Linked DNA regions of Mus musculus: region 1 is linked to region 2. Evidence: chromatin contacts called from public Hi-C data. All regions are on one chromosome and are shown on one strand. The core of a region is the stretch at or near the end of the contact, and the rest is flanking DNA. Distances in the headings are between cores, read along the strand shown. Region 1 holds the start of Sh3rf3 (SH3 domain containing ring finger 3). Region 2 has its middle 17 kb from the start of BB019430.

The links. Hi-C and Micro-C count contacts between places; a contact is called where the count stands out from the background.
Region 1: a Hi-C map of nephron progenitors shows a contact between it and region 2, with 2.2 times the contacts expected there. The contact joins the promoter of Sh3rf3 here to the enhancer-like site in region 2. A contact is called at or near these places in 1 of 39 promoter capture datasets (embryonic stem cells), 1 of 15 datasets of contacts at CTCF or cohesin (the NIH/3T3 cell line) and 3 of 484 Hi-C or Micro-C datasets (LSK cells and nephron progenitors).

Annotation. Positions count from the first base shown.
Region 1 is chr10:58,810,243-58,814,867 of GRCm38.p6, reverse strand. It overlaps Sh3rf3 (SH3 domain containing ring finger 3), which reads right to left and starts at 1,509. Exons shown (of 10, transcript NM_172788.3): 1 at 742-1,509. The coding sequence starts at 1,293.
Region 2 is chr10:58,711,038-58,715,706 of GRCm38.p6, reverse strand. No RefSeq gene overlaps it. Among named protein-coding and RNA genes, the nearest start is that of BB019430, 17 kb to the right of the region's middle. Within about 2 kb of position 1,451, at least 62 of the 459 cell types and tissues checked have an H3K27ac peak or open chromatin away from gene starts, as enhancers often do. A contact at or near this core is called in LSK cells and nephron progenitors, where this site is marked.

The DNA.
Region 1 (4,625 bases), core at 260-2,759, 99 kb before region 2:
AAGCCTAAGAGTAAGACAGAGTAAGTGTTCCTGAAGATTTTAGGCGAAGTCCTTCTTTCTGGGGCAGCTGTAGTTACTCTCCGGGCAATGTCTGCCACTTTGCCCTCTCCCCTGTCCTCCACGGCTAAGCAGCAAGAGACTGCTAACTCCCGGTCAGCGATCAGAACCAGTGAACCATTAAGCAATAAGTCCCCAATTGGTGGTCTGAGAGGGAAGAGCAGGACTGAGGAGGTGTGGCAAAAGATGGTTGTTTCTGGAGAATTGGAGGGGTGATCAAAGTTAAAGATAGATGAGTGGATGGATGTATGGATCAACAGACAGACATACAGGACCGGCCAGCCTAGTCAAAATGGAAGTGGTAGAGAACGGCAGGACAGATGGCATGTCCACCTAATGAGAGGATGGGTTCTGCCTCACATATGAACAGGTTTGGGGGAGAAGATGTAAGGACTGAGCTTGGAAAGCGACTTAAGGTGCCCACAAGAAGTTTGAAGTAAGGATGTGGGGCAGAGGAATGTATGTGATGGGATGTAGTCAAGAACTGGTAAAGTAGGAACTGACAGCTAGGCAGAGTCCCTGGGAAACAGAGAAGTTGTTAAAGAAGAATAAAACAAACGAGTGGGCCACGGGGATCCACGGCTAGTCCCTCTACTTCTAATCACAAACTACTTGCACATACACGTGCGGACAAGCTTACACATTCCCACACAGTGGCGCCATGTCACTGGGATACATTCTTACCTTAGCCACTGGCACACTCCTATTAGTCGCCACGTCGCACAAACTGGAGGTAGAGCTGCCTGCGGCCGCTGAGAGAAAGACCGGAGAACACGGGGGACTGCCTGTCGCCCCTCCAGCGCCACCAGCGAGCGCTGAGAACGTACCGGGGCCCGGGCGCGCGGGAGGGCTGCTCCCCGGGCTGGCACCCGTGCGGGGCCTCTGGCGGATGCCATCCAGCAGGCGCACTAGCAGTATGTTGGCGGGCAGCTCGTCCACACCGCAGCCCACCAGGATGCGGCACTCGGGACAACGTAGTTCGTGGCGCGAGCACACGATGCTCTCCAGACAGCGTCGGCAGAAGGTGTGCTGGCATGGCAACACCTTGGCCGTAGTGTCCAGGCGCTCCAGGCACACAGAGCATTCCAGCAAATCCAGCAGCGATGATTCGTCCATATCCTCTTCAGTCCTCGCCTGGGCCCCCCTCTGCTGCTCACCCTGCCTGTCCTCGCCCTCGCCCCGAGCTGCGGTGGCCGCCGCCTTGGACGCGCACAGCCAGGACGCCCCAAGCAGCATGGGGGAGGCGCCAGCGCGGGCCCAGCGAGCCGCCTAAGTCTAGCAGCCAGAGCCCGGCCCGCCGAGGAGAGCGGGCATTTGCGCCTAGCCCGGGCAGTCGCCGTCAATAAACAGGGTTCGGTCCCCGCGCGGCGCGTGCTGACAGCCCGAGGCACTAGCCTCCACGATTTGCAAAGTGACACGCCGAGCCTGCCCGCGAGGCAGGCACCGGAGTTCCGGAGCCCCGAGGCAACTCCAGCCAGCCGAGCCCAATCAGCCTACGCGCGCGCACCGCCGCTGCGGGCAACACCTGTGCTGCCGCGCCGCCCGCGCCCGGGAGCCCAGCAGCGGGGAGTGCAGGGAGAGGCCGGCCAGGTCCCCAGGGAGACCGGGGCGCGGCGTGCACGCTCCCCCGCGCCGCAGGCGAGCCGCACCGCCCCCCTCGGCGCCTCCATGCGCCCTCGGGCTGCCAGAGCACCGCCGCCTTGCTCAACTAGCTCAGCCGGATCTCGTCCCTGGGTCGCGGGACCATGTGCGGGGGACGCGCAGAGGTCACAGTCACTGCGGGGGTGTTGGGAAACGGACACCTCTCCTGCCTTGGAGCTTCTCCCTTTAGGCCACCTCCGGGGCTCCGGAGAACTTCCCCTGCGCAGGCTTGGCCCTGTCCCCTCTGGACGCCAGACTCTGGATTCTCCGCGAGCTTCAGGAAGGGACGTTTCTTCTCAACGCCTCCGCGAAGGAAAGTTTGGGAGCATCATCCCGACTGCTTTCTTAGCCAGCGCTGGAGAGCAGCCGGAGGACGCATCAGACACCCAGGCATCCTTCTGGACGACTCCAGGGAGCACTCTTGCTTGTGTCCCCTCTCCTGCCAGCATGCCCAAGTGACAGCTGTGGGTATAGGTGCGGGGGTGTCCCTTGAGGCGAGAAGGGAAGTCGCTGGAGATGGCCGGGTCGGGGGCTGCCGGGGCCGCGACTACTCCTTCGGGAAGCCGGCTGCCCTCTCCAGAATCACTGATGTGTGACTGACGCCGCCGCCCACGCGCCAGCACACCCTGGCCGAGCGCCGCGCCCCTGGCGGCGCGGTGAAAGACTCCAGCGCCCGCTCTGGTGAGCTCTGATGAACCCAGCTCCAAATATTCCTCGGGAGGCTCAAAAGAGGGGGAATGTGCGCTCCTTCCCGATGCCCGGGGTTCTGGGAGCGTCAGAGCGACGGAAGTACGTACGAGGACCTGGAGCAGCAGGGAAGTTTGGCGGTGGGCTGCGGTCGGTGTACAAGATTTCTTACCGTGTGCTGCCCCCTGGTGGGCCCCTCGTGTTCCCAACGCTCTCGAGCCCCGCACAGGCAAAGGTCCAGAAAGCTGGATGATGCACAGCTGGGAGATGCCAGGGCAAGCATCCAAAGTGGTGTGGATGCCCCTCCTGCCGGTTGGGCTGCCCTGTTGTTTGTGAAGCTGAATGTCACTTTTCTTCGTTTTTAGGGAGAAAAAAATTTTGCTGATACTTAAATGCCAACATAATATCTGCATTGTTTTAATGCTCTTAAACAACCCTGTGAAATAATTGCTTTAACTTCATTACACGGGTAAGGAAATTGATTCTCATTATTATGAAGCCATTTTATTAAATGTGGTTTTTGTGACCACAGAACCCAAATGCAAAAAGACCACATGGTAGCAGAGCGGTTGCCTATAAGCCACGTGTCCCTTACAGTGTAGTAGTATCTTCCACACGGCGTGTTTAGTAAATATCCATTGAATGATCGAAAGAGTGACTTGATCTCATCCAGTGATGATTTGAATGCAGTATTTAGCACCCCAATTCCAGATATCCTGAGTTCCTATCAGACTGCTAGTCTCTGGAAATTCCCAGGAGCATAGAGTTGTCCCAGCCGATCTCTGTATCATTTACACAAGTATTGGCAAGGGTATAAGATAGAATTGTCTGTCTATGTCTATTATTGCCTATGTCTGTCTATTGTCTGTTATGAAGGGGGTAGGGAGGTGAGTGACTTTTGCTCAGGAACACCCAAGGGGAATTGTGAGAGGGTCCAGAATGCCTGATTTATGAGTGGTGATCAGGACCCGGGAAAGGGTGTGTGTGCAAAGAACAAAGAACAAAGTTGCTGTCCATGATGATATAGCCTGAGTGCTTTTGGATGCAAGAGAGAAATAAAGCTTAGGAGAATTTTAAAAGGTGCAAAATAAAAGTAATCTTAGGGGACTACAGGCTAAGGGCTGGGGCAGACTAGTGCAGGCAGATTCTCCTAAGCCATGTTCTTCCCCTGTATATGTGGTGGCTTCCTCCTTCCCTCCACCGTGCGCTGGGCACCAGTCACCGCATGATAGAAAATATGACTGCCGCTTGTACTGGATCCAGCAGTATAGCATGAAATTAGCATCACCCACTGACAAGATGGGCATCTGATACTTTCATGGTCTTACTAGAAGTTTGAAAGTCCTGTAACCTAGCCTGAGCTAGCAGCAGCTGTCCTCTGAGGTGGTGTCTATAGAAAGAAGCAAAACCGTATGAAATCTGGCAGCACCCTTGGAAGTGGCACAGAAAAGGAAGTATGGTTCCCAGAACAAGCATCTAGGAAAGCAAAAAGATGTCCTGAGAGCCCAGGACATGTCTGTCCTCTGAGTCCCTCATTATGTACAACCACAGTGAAGATGGATAAATGAAAAGCTACTGGACCCATAGTGCCTGGGTTTCCTGTGATCCCGGTCAGCCCCAGCACCCACCACAGCCCACTCCCACAGTTGTCAGCCCCAGTTGCCAAAGTCGAGTGAAGGCTGGGCGGGGCATGCAAATCAGGTCAGCAGCTAGATTCCACCCTGTGATGTGCTACCTGCACCTTCCAAGGGAAGACGACTCCTTGACAGTGGCAATCTCTCATTCACTGTTCTGAAGAAACGATGTCAAGTATTGCGACATCTTCCTGTCTTTTAAGAGAATTAGAGGCCTAACTTTCTGTAAGTATGTTGAACAGTCGACAAATAATTCTGTTTTCAAATTCAACCAAAAATAAATATGTGACTAAATTAGCCCAAAGAGCTCCAGTTCGCAAGTTCTGGTTGAAGTATTCCAGTATAGTCTGAAAGAAAAAAAAAACTCAAGGGTGTGGCCTAAATAGTTGAAGCATTACGAATACAGTTTTAGGTTTCTTGGCTAAAGTTTCACATGTTCAATAAGCCAAGTATGTAAGTCAGTGATGGACGAGCTGGCTTTGCAGCCATTCATATAAAAATAGCTGGGAATTCAGTCAACCACCAGAATACTGTGAGCCAACATGTGTCGTCCATCTAGCATTGGCAGTAGAGGAAAGTCATGAAGTCTTCAGATGCCTGAATGTA
Region 2 (4,669 bases), core at 202-2,701:
TTTGTGCTGGGATCCAAGCATCTGAAGTTACACTGTCTGAGATGCTTGTTGGTGTAGATATCAACTTCATCTTTGTTAAGTGGGTGTTCTGTTGGTGTCCACCGTTCTGGGTCCTAGCTAGGTGTGACAGCTATGGGGTCACTGATTCCCAGCCTATGGTTCTCACAGGATACTCCATCAGGAAGCCCCTGCTTAATATCCCATTGCAGAACTGCTATATAGCAACGAGAGTCTCAGTAATCAGACAAATCAAAGCACTAGCTAAATTCAAAATGAAAATGGACTGGCCCCACACCTAGACTAGGGAGGGGGTCATGTTCTTCTATCTTAGGGAAGCTGCTGCCCCTCCAGAAAGCGTCGTCTTGATACTCTCCAAACATGTGAAGTCACATTTACCATAGGAACTCTGAGACTTGGTGATCAAAAGGAAATATGTTTCCTAGGGCCTATATCACAAGGCTCAGCTTCCAGAAACTGGGAGGTGGGGTGGGCTCTCACACTGCACCTTTCTGCTGCATGGGTTAAACCAGGAAGACTCCATGAGCATCCAGGGAAAATTGGCTCCTGATCTCCTGTGGTGCAATTACTCCTCTGACACCTTTAAGCCCAAAGAATTAGCATGCCCTGCCAGGGAGTCTGCTGACTGCTCATTAGCGATTGCACTTGCAACTTTAGAAGAATTAATTTTCCATTTTGACCTGTGAGTTCCAATCAATGTTAGCATTAATCAAATGCTGGGTGAATTACAGACACACTTTCATTTATGCCACCTGCCTGCGGCAGAGGTGAGAGGTGGCCCAAGTGTGATAGCCAAAAGACCGATTCCATTTGCCAAGACCTCTGGTCTCAGCTGGAGGAGCACCACACAAGAGAAGGAAAGTTTGTTAATGGAGTGGGATGGGGTACCAAAAGAGATAGAAAAGTCAGCAGTAAGAGACGCCTCACACGCATGCCTCGATTTCATCACGACAAAGCTTTACAAGACACGGAGCCACCGAAGCAGCCAGTGTACAGACAGAACTCTGGGAAGGATCACGGTAGACTCCAAGAGATTAATCCTTTCTTCTGTCCAGCTTCACCTCCCTGTAAACGGAAGGGGAGGTGGGGCGGAAACAGAGCTCCTTTGGCGGCTGAAATTGCCTCCGGAAAATGCCTTGAAACAGAATCAACAAGATTGATGTGTCGGGAGGCAGGTAACAGCTTTGAAAGAAAAAGAAATATCAGAAGATCTACGCGGGTTTTTTTGTTTTTTGTTTTAACAAAACAAATGGGGAAGGTGGGGAGCAGTCAAAGTGGATCGGTGGTAATTACTCAGAGAGGAAGTCCCCAATGAACCCGAAAACAAAGCACCGAAGCAAACGAAAGAAGTGAAATTCAAAGTACTGTTTATGTAACCTTAGGGGTTGAACACAGAGGACTCACACAGCCTGAACCAGGCAAGGAAGGAAGAGGGGAAAGAGGGGGGGCTGGCTGAACATGAAGAGGGTTTGGCAGAGGGTCAAAGAGAGTGAACGGATGTGGGGGACGAGGGAGAGAAAACTGGAGTGGGCAAAGCTTTCATGTTAAAAGAAATTTAACAGAACTGAAAGCCTGAAGAGAGGTGGAGTGGGTGGAGGGCTCGGGGCAGAGGGTTGGCAAGGTAATACTGCCTTATCCTATCAGGCGTCCCAGACAGAGTTTGTACTGCCAATCTGGGGCCCCTGAGGTCTGCAGCCAAGGCATGAAGCCAGCACTATGCCAATCCTTTTGCCACTACCGATGCCATTAGGCTGAGGTAGAGATGAGTCTACTACAGAAAAACACCCAAAACCAGGCTGGGCATCCTTTCCACGTGTTCTGAGTGCCACACTGCTAAAACTGCCATGGAGCCTTTCTGAAGTATTCCATGTGACTGAGGAAAGAGTCCTAGGCTGCTCTGGTCCCTACCAGAGTCATTAGTTGAAACTCCTAGGACAGTGGGTACAGGGTGTTTAGCAAATGCTCAAGTAATGAGGGCACAAAAGAGCCTATTTCCCACCTTTCACTTTCCGGTAGGTGAAGCCTGGCATTCCTCTTTCCAAGGAGCCACTACAGAAAGAAAGAACTCCCACCAGATGTGGAACAGTTCTTTCTGAAGCATCGTGTCTAGGATACCATGATGTGCCAAAATAGGCATGAAATAAATGCTGGCTGAATGGATGCGAGGATAAGCCAGTCACTCAAGAGAATGAGCGGCTACCGGAGAAGGCTGAGACCACTCAACTAGAGGAAGCACCACATACCACATACCCACCGGAGCCAACACAGCACTCTGCTACTATTGGAGACAAGACTGAAACTGAAAGGCCTGCACTGATGGGGACTGTGGTCTGGTGGGTGCATCTCGTAGTTGCCCCAGGTGTGGAAAGGAGAAGCAACCTGGAAGGCATTCCAGGTCAGGTGGTTGTAGTGCCACTACTATGGGGCTTGTTCAGGCATTACTTCCGAGGCCTGATGATGTCAGGTGGACCCTCAGGCCGGGCCTGCACAAACTTTCATCTACTGCTTAAGAAAAGTTCTACTCCTGGCAGGGGACGAGAGTCACCACTGGACCGCTTGTTCCATGGGGTGCTCGCAGCCGTGTTAGTCACCCTTTGGGAAAGCAGTGGCATGCACTGAGAGATTTTGGTGTTTGTCAAATATGGGCATCTTCCTGCTCTACATGAAAGTGGTCCAGCAAGTTGATAGAAGGCACTTCAGGGAGCAAGTATGGTCCCTAGGACCCGTGGTTCTGTGGTGGAGAGAGAATAGGACAGAATAAGAAGGGAATCAGGGCTAGAGAGAGGTGTCAGCGGTTAAGAGCACTAACTGTTCTTCCAGAGGTCCCGAGTTCTATTCCCAGCAACCACATGGTGGCTCACAACCATCTGATACCCTCTTCCGGTGTGAGTACAGTGTACTCACATATATAAAACAAGTAAATCTTTTTTAAAAAGAAGAACAAAGGAGCCAAAGGCTACTGAGAACAGAAATATAATCATCTGCCTTAAGCCACACGAATGAGGAAAGGCCTAAACAAGTCATTGTAATCCAAATCAAGGTAATCAAATCTGTACACTTATTTTCTGCTAGCCATGATCCCCAAGGGCTACATGTAGATGTCATGTAGCTGGGAAGAAGCAATGGCTAATGGATTCTTTTAATGGTAATCTGAATGCTTATGTCACAGTCTGTTCTGAGATGTCATGCCAGAACTCCTAAACTTGATCTATAAAGAACAGCAATCCACTCCTTACAGCACTGGAAGCTCAAGAGGGAGCACTAGCATCTACTGTCACCCCATGGCAGAAGGCAGAAAGGCAGGAGACTGGTTGAGAAAGCAAGAAGAACAGATGTCGCTTTTCAAACTAACCCACACTTGCAGAATGGACAGTGAGGACAGATCCCAGTCTGACCACCTCTTAATAGCCACTAGGAAAGTCATCCCTCCATGGAAAAGGCATGTCAACATGCAACATCACAGAAGGGTACACATCCAGGGCATAAACTTGGGGGTAGGGGCGGCACATTGAAATCACAGCATACTCACCAACCTCAAGATTACATGCTTCAGGGGCTCTTAAAGTAAAAATAATTAAACTAAAAAATGTCTGAGGTATGACTGGAGAGATTGCTCAGAGGTTATGAGCTGCTCTTGGAGAGGACCTAGGTTTATTCCCAGTACCCACATCCAACCCCCACAACTCCAGTTCCAGGGAATCTGATACCCTCTTCTGGACTCTGTGGATGGTTGTGATGCATATATGTACATGAAAGCAAAACACCCACCACATAAACTTTTAAAAATCAACAAAACAACAAAAATAGTGAAAAATATGTAGACTATTTAAAAAAAAACACACACACAAGAAGAACTGGCTACATGTTTGTTTTATGGTGTCCTGGGTGGAGCAGCAAGTGATTCTTTGCAGGAGGAAGATGGTCAGTCCCCAGTGGGGAAAGCCCGAAACAGGTGGACAGGGACACAGCATTTCAGTGCAGTGATGAACGCCAAGCTACCACCCATGGCTCTGCTCTGGCCTTGTGCTTCCTATTAGCAAGACTGCTCAGGTAGGTGTTAAGCCCAACAGTACCCTTTCAAATGCTGTTGGAAAGCCTTCAGCTCTCCCTCTCCTTGGTGGATAGGAATTTGATGGGGGCAGAGTCCAATTATCCCATTGATGATGGACCTATAAATGAAAGCTCCGAAAAAGACAGGCGATGTGGAGCCAGGGACTGTGCAGGGACTGTCCACAGAAATGAGTGCGCACAGTGGGGCTAGCCACTCTTGCTGCCTTCCTTGGAGTCCAGCCCTCAATACAGAGCTTCTTAGTGCTCACAGCAATACCAACACTAGCAGATTCCACTCCCCTACCCATCCACATCAATGTATCACCACCAACAGTAAGGGAGCAGAAACCCTGGGTCTCATAGCCAGGAGGATGTGGCAGGCGAGGCACCCTATTTGTGATCCCATGGACTTCTTTAATGTATGGTTCCATTAAGGAAGAAAATTACTTTTGTCTTCAAAATCCTTTTTTTTTTCCTTGTGGTTTTATCGATTTCTGCCTTGAGGCCCCTGCATTGTACCTGGGCTCTGGTCTGAGTCAGGAGTGCCTACCACGCTTCCAGCATGAGGAAACATCACCTGTGGATGGGCAACATGTCTAAG